Regions from separate parts of the Mus musculus genome. Here all the other regions are linked to region 2. Evidence: chromatin contacts called from public Hi-C and HiChIP or PLAC-seq data. All regions are on one chromosome and are shown on one strand. The core of a region is the stretch at or near the end of the contact, and the rest is flanking DNA. Distances in the headings are between cores, read along the strand shown.

Region 1 (2,700 bases), core at 34-2,533, 150 kb after region 2:
TGACCTCCCTCTCTTTATTGCCAGCTAATAACAAAGTGCAAGCCAAGAAGCAAATTCATTGCAAATTGTATAAAAGTTTCAGGGCCAGAATGAAGCTGTTAAAAACCACATCTGTAAAAATGGTGTAATTATTATGGGTGGGTAAAAATCTGGCAAGAGTTATTTTCTTAAATAAGGCGTAAAAGGGAACAGATGTGGTGTAACTGACTCCCCCCCCCCCCCAGCTTCACAAAGTCTATGAAAAGAGAAAAATGGATCTGATTTATCAGATTATCTTATTTATTTCAGTACAGCAGCCAGGAGGCCAGGAAAAAAAAATCCTGTTGTCTGTTCTCAGTCCTTTATAAAAAGAAGAGTCGACGGGAACTGGGCGAGACACTTCCAGGCGATGCAGGCATGGCTGCCAATGAGCGAGGAGCATGTGTGGGGAACAGCAGGAAAAGTCAGAATCAAGGCTCAGAGAAGATGCAATGACAGGAGGGGAGGTGGCCATGACATCTAAGTAGAAAATCACAGGCACAAAGGAACATGGCAGTTTGGGATCAAGCTGGAATGTGAAAAATGACCAAAGACAAAGACAGGCACTTTAAGTCTGGAAGTCATTACCTCCTCGTGAAGACAGCAGAATTCCACGTTGCTTGGTCAGTGTCTGCAAGGGCCATCCAGGGAGGCTTTTGGTGGGATTTGCTTCTCCACCCCCCCATCTCTCTCTCTCTCTCTCTCTCTCTCTCTCTCTCTCTCTCTCTCTCTCTCTCTCTCTCTCTGAGCTTAGCAACATAAATTTGTTGTCATTGATGTATTAAATACAATGGACACATGTTGGCAGGGAGGATGCAGGCAGAGCCTGGAAGGTATTAAAGGGACAGCCTATGAAATAATCGCCTAAATGGGCCCACTGCAGGATCTTAATACCCCGTGACAACATTCAATTGTCAAATTCTGCCAGAGTGTCCTACATGCTACAACAATTAAGCCAGAAATTCTTAGGTTTATTTTAGTGCCCCCCTCCCCAAATTCCCCGTTAAGAACAGGAAATGCCAGCGAGCTGTGAGACTCTAAAGCAAGAACTCAGAACTTGGAAGAAAAAGGGATGGCCTAGCATTTTATGAGACTTCTGCCATTAACTCTGTAATGAATGTCTTTCACCTCCCCTCGATAAAGAGGCAATGTGGGTTTTAATTGGACTTTTGGCTTTTCTTCATTTGATTTAAACCAAGGTAGAGTTTCAAACAATAACACCGAACACCTGGTTAACACATTAGATGGTATGGTGCAGTTGTAAATTGTGGTTTTAATAGTAGGTCTCTGGGGAATTTCAAAGGCCCTCATTGTTCTGTTTGGTAGATATTAGAGGGGGAAAAAAAGAACAATTTTGGGCTATAAGAGCCACACACATGACTTTGGTCCAAGTCAGCTTATGAAATTTGATCATTCGACCCTAGCGGGAGCCAGTTTTTGACTGAGACTCAGAATCACACACTTGCTGGTTCCATATTTCTAGGGCAACAGGGCCAGTGTCATGTCTAAGCATGAAGGTGAATTCTGTGTGTGTTCACATACACCAACAAATGCATGATCTTCCTGTGTGTTGGTGTGTGCAGGGGTGCGGGAGCCTTAGAGTAGCAGTTCTCTTTCTTCCCTTTCTTAAAACAAAACAAATGAGGCTCTTTGGGCTGGCGGAGTCTTATTCCCGCTACTTGTGGGTTTTCTTTTCCAGCAGCCCCTTTCCACATCAGCAGGGGGCTGGCCCTGCCTGGAAGCCTGAGGGGGTCCCCTCATATTTTAAAGTGACACTTTCCCAAATGCCTGAATGACTTTTGCCCTTCCCTTCCAGCTGTGGCTCCACCCCTGCCTTTGCTTCCTAATTCTCCTGGGCACATACTGAAAACAAAGCCGAAGGTCTTATTGCTTCCCTCTGACTGGAACCATGAACTTGGTGGAAATTGCCAACAGAGATGCCTTTGGAGTCATTGCTCTGCATAGCCTTCCTCCTGCCCACTTGGCCTCACCTACAGGGCTCCTCCCATACTCCGAATACAAGACCAATAGAAGTCACTCTGGAGGACCTTGAGGGGGACCTTGCTGCCTACAGTCCAGGATATCCCAAAGAGGAAAGGGAGAAGAAAGAAAGAATGGTCATTAGGGAAGAAACAGCATAGAGGCCATCTCTTTGAAACCTGTTAATTTAGGACAAGGGATTGAGAACTCAAGTCTAGCAGGGGCAGGCTGAGAAGCCCTTTCTCTGCTTTGCTCTGCTCACCATGCTGTGGCAAGACTGCAGAGAGACTTCCCATTGCCCTATGCTGTTCTCGGGCTTTCCTGCTACTGCAAACATGAAACCAAGGGCCATGTTCTAAGCAGCAGGTGCCAGCTGATCCAGGAGGTGATGAGAGATCTCTGAATGCCAACTGCAGCCATTTACCATGCATTTTATGCCCTGATCCTGGGCCTAGAGCTTCATTCACAGGAGACATGCTTCCCTGCACACAGTAGGCACTGTGCCTCACACACAGTGAGTGCTTATTAGTCATTCCCAGTGAATGTGCATGCCTTCCAGCAGGCTCAGTGCCTTGCACACAGTAAAGGGCTATTCCTCATATCCACAGCGGGCACTCCTTCCTCATACTCGGAAGCATATGTCCCATCCACAGTAGGCATGCTACCTTGCACACATAGGTTCCTGCTGCCTCCAATACAGTA
Region 2 (2,700 bases), core at 119-2,618:
ATTCAGGAAACACTTGAGAGGTAAAGCCAACATCCTGAGACAGAAGACAGGCCAGTTTTTGACACCAGGTCGGACCTAAGAGAGGCCTAAAACCCCCCAGCCAGGAAGTGCATGCCCGGGGTCAGGGCCCCTGAGACAGGAGAGCTCACCAGTATCCACGCACCACCGAAACCAACAGGCCTTGTCATGGGAAATTGGTTGAAAATGTGCTGACCCGCATAAAACTTTTATTAGAATCCGACAGCAGAAGGAGGACCTTCCAAGGATTCACAGGTTGGGAGAGCTGAGGAGAAAGTGTGTAGCCAGACTCAGAACCCTGGATTTCCTTTTGGTGGCCCTGCTGTCCCTTTGGGACTGGGTGCATCTGGGGTCTAAGAGCCTCTCAGAGCTCCTGGAGGCTTTCAAGCCATAGTCCTTACAGTCTCCACACTGTGCCATCGAGGCCAGGATTGGGACATTATGTCCTGCACCCCAACATCACTGGAATGGAGGGTGGAAGTGCAACACCCCCATACCCCCGACTCCTGCTGAGCTCCTGGGCAGGCAGACTTTCTAAAAAGGGAAAAGGGACATAAATCAGGAAATTAAAAAAAAAAAGTTTCTGCACATTTTCAAAACCCACGTTGCGTTCTCTGAGGTCCTTTTCATTTTAACCAAATCAGGGGGAACTTGTCCTCACAGCGGCAAGGCAGATGGAACGATAAATCACAGGCGCTGTTGACTGCCTGCAGTGCACTCTCCGCAGCTGTCACTTTTTGTCTCTTTGGTTTTAGCTGACATGGTTTGAGGTCCACTGTGAACCGATCTGGACTTTTTTTTTTTAATATTTTTTTTTTTTTTACAGTCATATCCATCAAAACGACCAGTGGCCACCAGCCCTTTACGGCTATTGATCGAGTGGCCCTTGCCCCCTCCAACCCAGTGCCATCCTGCTCTTAGGTGAATCTGGGTGGGGGGTGCGCCTCGTTCTCGTGGATTTTCTTCTTTCTTTTCTTTTTTTATTTTCTTTTTTTTTCTTTCTTTTTTTTCTTTTTTCTTTTTCTTTTTCTTTCTTTTTTTTTTTTTTTTTTTTTTGGCCTCCAGCTACAGCTGTGATTTTCTGAGCAGTCTTGGCTCCTGTTATTAAAGTTGCATCGGGCTAGAAGCGAGCAAAGCAGATAACAGCCGCTGTACAGCCGAGCTGGGAAGCCCGGCAGCCTGGTTCGTGTTGTTGTGTTTTTAAGTGCGTGGACGCGCGGGCAGAGGCTCGGAGTTTCCAACTCGTTGCTTATTTTGCAGAGTAAACAAGCAAATGTTATGTGCATAACCTTAGCTGTCTCGCTAAAGGTCAGAGCGCCCCGGCTCATTTCCCCGGCTGCCTTTTGGGGGCACTCTGATGCCAGGGATTTCTTTGGGTGTCGGAGAAACAACATGAGCTCGGCTAACAAAGACTCATTTTACAAAGCTGCAAAACAAAAACATTGATTACATTTGAACCCGAGTGCGCTAGTTTGCTTCCCTGTGCGAAACGCACACCCACCCACGCAGGAGCGCAAAACGGCCAGTGGCTGGAGCCCAAGGGCCTGGAGGCCAAGGGGCAGCTTGAAGACCACTTGGAGAAGATTCCCTGGGGCCGGCCTCTAAGACAGAGGCCCTGGACAGATCTGGGTTCTCTGGCCATGGAGTTGCCTTTCAGAAGCCGGTTTCAAGTTTCCCTTAGCATTGTGTTTTCTACCAAGGCTCCACTTCACTTCAAAGTCCCTGTGAGTGCTCTCATTTAAGCCTTGGTAATTTCACAATTGTACACTGGCAATACCAAACAACAAAAAACAAAACAAAACAAAACAAACAAAATACAATCAGTAGGTGGGCATAGGGACCTTAGCTCAAAGATACACAATTAACAACAACCAGAATAAGAAAAAAAAAAAAAAAAAAGACTGCTTTTAAAAAAAATCCCCAGTTAGGTCAGGTTAAATTTATTATATTCTTTTATAGCTGAACTCTATAGTTTTGACGTGAGGCGACAGCTGAAATGTACCAGAGACCTTTGGAATTTCAGTACTATATATTATAAAGAGGAAGGAAATACGGTTGTGCAATCAGAAGCTAGGTGCTTGTCTTAATATGTTCAAGGAAAAATAATTTTAATTTTTGGAATTATTATTATACCTTTTTTTTCTCTTTTTAAATTATGGAGTGAAGTACGAGAAAAGCAGGGCCTGTAACATAGTGACTAGACAAAAACATTGGCTCTGTCAGAAAATTTCAGATTGCTACAGTAAGATGACTGGAAGATGAGGCTCCTGCTTTTACATGAACCACTAAGTTGGGCTAGCGTGCTACTCTGGATGTCTAAAGACTGCTTTTGTTTGGGTGATTTTTCGGCTGAGTGTGTCTGGGCTTGGGGTTCGAACCTGAAATTTATGCAAAGGGGTCAAGGGCCATCTCTCTGCTCAAAGTTCAATTCCAAGTGGGGAGAATTATTTTCCAGTAAAATTATTCCACATTGAGAAGAGTGGGTCTGTCTTTTAGGTTCTCCTATTTAGCTTAGCCATTGGAAAACAAATAGATTGAATATAGAATCTATGCAGGAAACTGTGTCCAGCTCCAAGAGCCTTGTGCTGGGTCAGGTGTCTACAGAGAATTTTGTAAGTCTCTAACTCCTGAACCATCAGAATAAAGAGTGTGTGTCCCTAAAGTCCTGCTCAGACCCTTTGC
Region 3 (2,828 bases), core at 160-2,659, 170 kb after region 2:
CAGAGCACCCCTCTGGCCCGCTTGCCAGAGTCCACTTTCATTCCCGTTGTTGACTCTCAGGCTTGGCTGTGTTCTGAAAATCAACAAACACCGCGCCAGGAAGCATGCGCCTCATTTTATCAAATGGTACCCGGCTTGGTAATGGCCTCCCCAGATAATTCGCGCTGATCTGTGGTGATGACCAGGGGGACAGCAATGATTGTCATGTTAGTAAAAAAAATCAAAACAATCATGTTACCTCAGTTCCACCATTAAAAGACTTGCTTCTCTGCAAATTTTTGCGCTCAGTAATTAATACTCTGGGGCTTGTGGTTTCCAAGCCGGCTCTCCAGGCACAGAGATGCCACTCACCTGATAATTATTTCAGGAGACCATGCACGAATGGATGTGATTGACAAATGCAGGATTGCTGTAATTGCCTCAAGCGGAGTCGGTGAGAAAAGGAGAAAGAAAGAGGGGAGTTAACTAGTTGTATGCTTACCTATCAGATGGGAGGGCAGCAGCAGAGAGGCGCCACGGTGTTGCAAGACACCTGACGGCTGTACTAATCGACCCAGCAGACAGGAGCTGGCGGTCTGCACTAGGTAGTGTCCTGACACACGTCTTAACTGGAGCTATGTCCAGGGCTGGGGCCTCATGTGGATCACACAAAGCTGTTATTGCTGTGCGCATGCTCCCCAAGAGACCAGTGGGACCACAGTCCACACGACCTGCTTAATTCATAGCAGGGAACTTGGGAAAAGTCCTTGGAGAACATGATTCAAAAACTACGCATGGTGGGAGTTTCGTAGCTTTGGTGCCTAAGCCAGGTTCTGCTCCTGTGGCTCCCCTCTCCTGGCTCAGAAGCATCAAGCTCAGAGGAAGCAAGCCTGGGTCTCCTAACAGAGAGATTCACATACCTGCACACTGGATTCAAAGAGATGCAGAGAAGCCCTCAGTCTTGATTGGCTACTCCAACTCCTCTAAATATGTGCAAATAATTTGTCAAGGTTATGTGAAATTGGGCACATTTTGCATAATTTGTATTTTTTTTCTCCTTCACATCTTCCTGGTAGCAGAACACCCTCTCTGAATTCCAGGCTGCTCCATGTGCTATGTAGGTGGCAGGGCCCATCTCGGGAGGTGCTCATGGGGCACCAAGAGTTGTGCAGATGTAGGCCTGCCAACGCACCTTCTATGGCCTGTGTATGCCATTCACATCTATAGATGGGGGACGATCCAGGTTTGTGCAGTTTGGCTAATATTTGGTTCACTACTTTAAAATGTACTTGAACACCTGGCATTTAGTGAGCATTTGCTAAATGGGAGGGAAAAAATCAAGCCAGCAAGGTAGAGACAATGCTGGGATCAGATGCAATAAGAGGGCTCAATGGCTGACTTGCTCCTGACTTAGGTAACAGCTTAATCTCTGTGAGTCGAAGAGCCTCATTAAGCATATGGTTTAGTTTGCTTTGGGAAGTGGAAAATGAAGGCATCAGAGTTGGTTGGTCAAATTGATTTTCTTAGAGCCAGAGTGACCCGCTCTTGACATTCACAAGTGAGAGTAAGCGGTAAGAAAACTACAGAGAACTGAGGCTCATCTATGCATGGACCACCCAGGGACTCCTACGGTGATGGATGCTTCAACTCACAGCTCAAGGTTTGCATTATAACAAGCTTGTGGTCTGCTTTTATTTAATATAGTGTTTTGTGTGCTCACAAGTTCATATGTGTGTACATGTGAATACATGTGTGTACATGCACAAAAGCATGGAGGCCAGAGGATAGCTTTAGCTTTCATCCCTTAGAAGCCAGCTACTTTTTAAGAAAATAATTTAATTTAACTTAATTAGACTTTAATTTTTTTAGATAAGATTTCTCATCTGTCTGGATCTTGATGATGAATAGTCTAGGCCTGCTAGCCAGGTAGCCCCAGGGAACCACCTCTCACCTCATCCTGGGCACTGGACTAGAAACACCTGGGTATCTTTCTATAGGTCCTGGGGATCAAAACCATACCTCATGTTTTAAAAAAAAAGAGCATTTACCAATAAGCCATCTCCTTAGCCCTTAGTAGTTTCAAAACCCGATTCATGTTGCATTCACCACACAGACCACACTTCTAGCTACCCATGCTCTGTGAGAGTTCAGAGGAGATCAGTCACATGAACGGCAGGGCAGTTTTGTGCAAAAAAAAAAAACCCAGCTCCACCCTTGAAATCATTCTGGTTATGTGTCTTCAGATTGTGACTTATACTGCATGAGTATTTTCAGATTCTGGGAACTTCCTGTCAAGTGTGGACCCTGGAGGTCATAGTAACATACATTTTCCCAACATCCTTTGAAAAGGCCAGCTGCATCCACCACCCATAAGGATTTTATTAACAACACAGGTAGAAAATTGTGTCTCAAAATTTGTTTGCATTTGCATGTTTTTGTTTCTAGTTGACGCTGAGTATTTATCTCCCCCCACTTTCCAGTTCCATGCGTTTTACTTTCAGCAAATTGTTGCTTTTGCCCATTTATTAAATGTAACATTCAAAAATTCTTCCTCATTCATGATCACTTTTTATATATTAGGTTAATATTTGGTCATATTTACCACAATTATTTTTACCGCATTTATTTGCTGTTTAACATTTTCAGTGTGTATGTGTGTGTGTATGTGTGTGTGTGTGTGTGTGTGTGAGAGAGAGAGAGAGAGAGAGAGACAGAGAGACAGAGAGAGAGACAGAGAGAAAGAGAGAGACAGAGAGAGAGAGAGAGAGACAGAGGGACACAGAAGCAGACAGAGACAAAGACAGAAACAGAGAGAGAGAGAGACAGCTAGAGGGGGGGGGGGGAAGGAG

Evidence for each region. Hi-C and Micro-C count contacts between places; a contact is called where the count stands out from the background. HiChIP or PLAC-seq counts read pairs in DNA pulled down with a chosen protein or histone mark.
Region 1: a contact with region 2 is called in a Hi-C map of nephron progenitors, with 3 times the contacts expected there. The contact joins two enhancer-like sites. A contact is called at or near these places in 6 of 484 Hi-C or Micro-C datasets (nephron progenitors and uterus) and 1 of 115 datasets of contacts at active chromatin or transcription factors (a beta-TC-6 cell line).
Region 3: a PDX1 HiChIP or PLAC-seq map of a beta-TC-6 cell line shows a contact between it and region 2, with 12 times the contacts expected there. The contact joins two enhancer-like sites. A contact is called at or near these places in 3 of 484 Hi-C or Micro-C datasets (nephron progenitors and uterus) and 1 of 115 datasets of contacts at active chromatin or transcription factors (a beta-TC-6 cell line).

Annotation. Positions count from the first base shown.
Region 1 is chr7:136,212,873-136,215,572 of GRCm38.p6, forward strand. No RefSeq gene overlaps it. Among named protein-coding and RNA genes, the nearest start is that of Gm36737, 33 kb to the left of the region's middle. Within about 2 kb of position 1,284, at least 20 of the 459 cell types and tissues checked have an H3K27ac peak or open chromatin away from gene starts, as enhancers often do. A contact at or near this core is called in nephron progenitors, where this site is marked.
Region 2 is chr7:136,059,378-136,062,077 of GRCm38.p6, forward strand. The region is part of intron 1 of Gm51502 (predicted gene, 51502); the gene reads left to right. Among named protein-coding and RNA genes, the nearest start is that of Gm51502, 13 kb to the left of the region's middle. Within about 2 kb of position 1,369, at least 56 of the 459 cell types and tissues checked have an H3K27ac peak or open chromatin away from gene starts, as enhancers often do. A contact at or near this core is called in nephron progenitors, where this site is marked.
Region 3 is chr7:136,229,367-136,232,194 of GRCm38.p6, forward strand. No RefSeq gene overlaps it. Among named protein-coding and RNA genes, the nearest start is that of C030029H02Rik, 38 kb to the right of the region's middle. Within about 2 kb of position 1,410, at least 3 of the 459 cell types and tissues checked have an H3K27ac peak or open chromatin away from gene starts, as enhancers often do.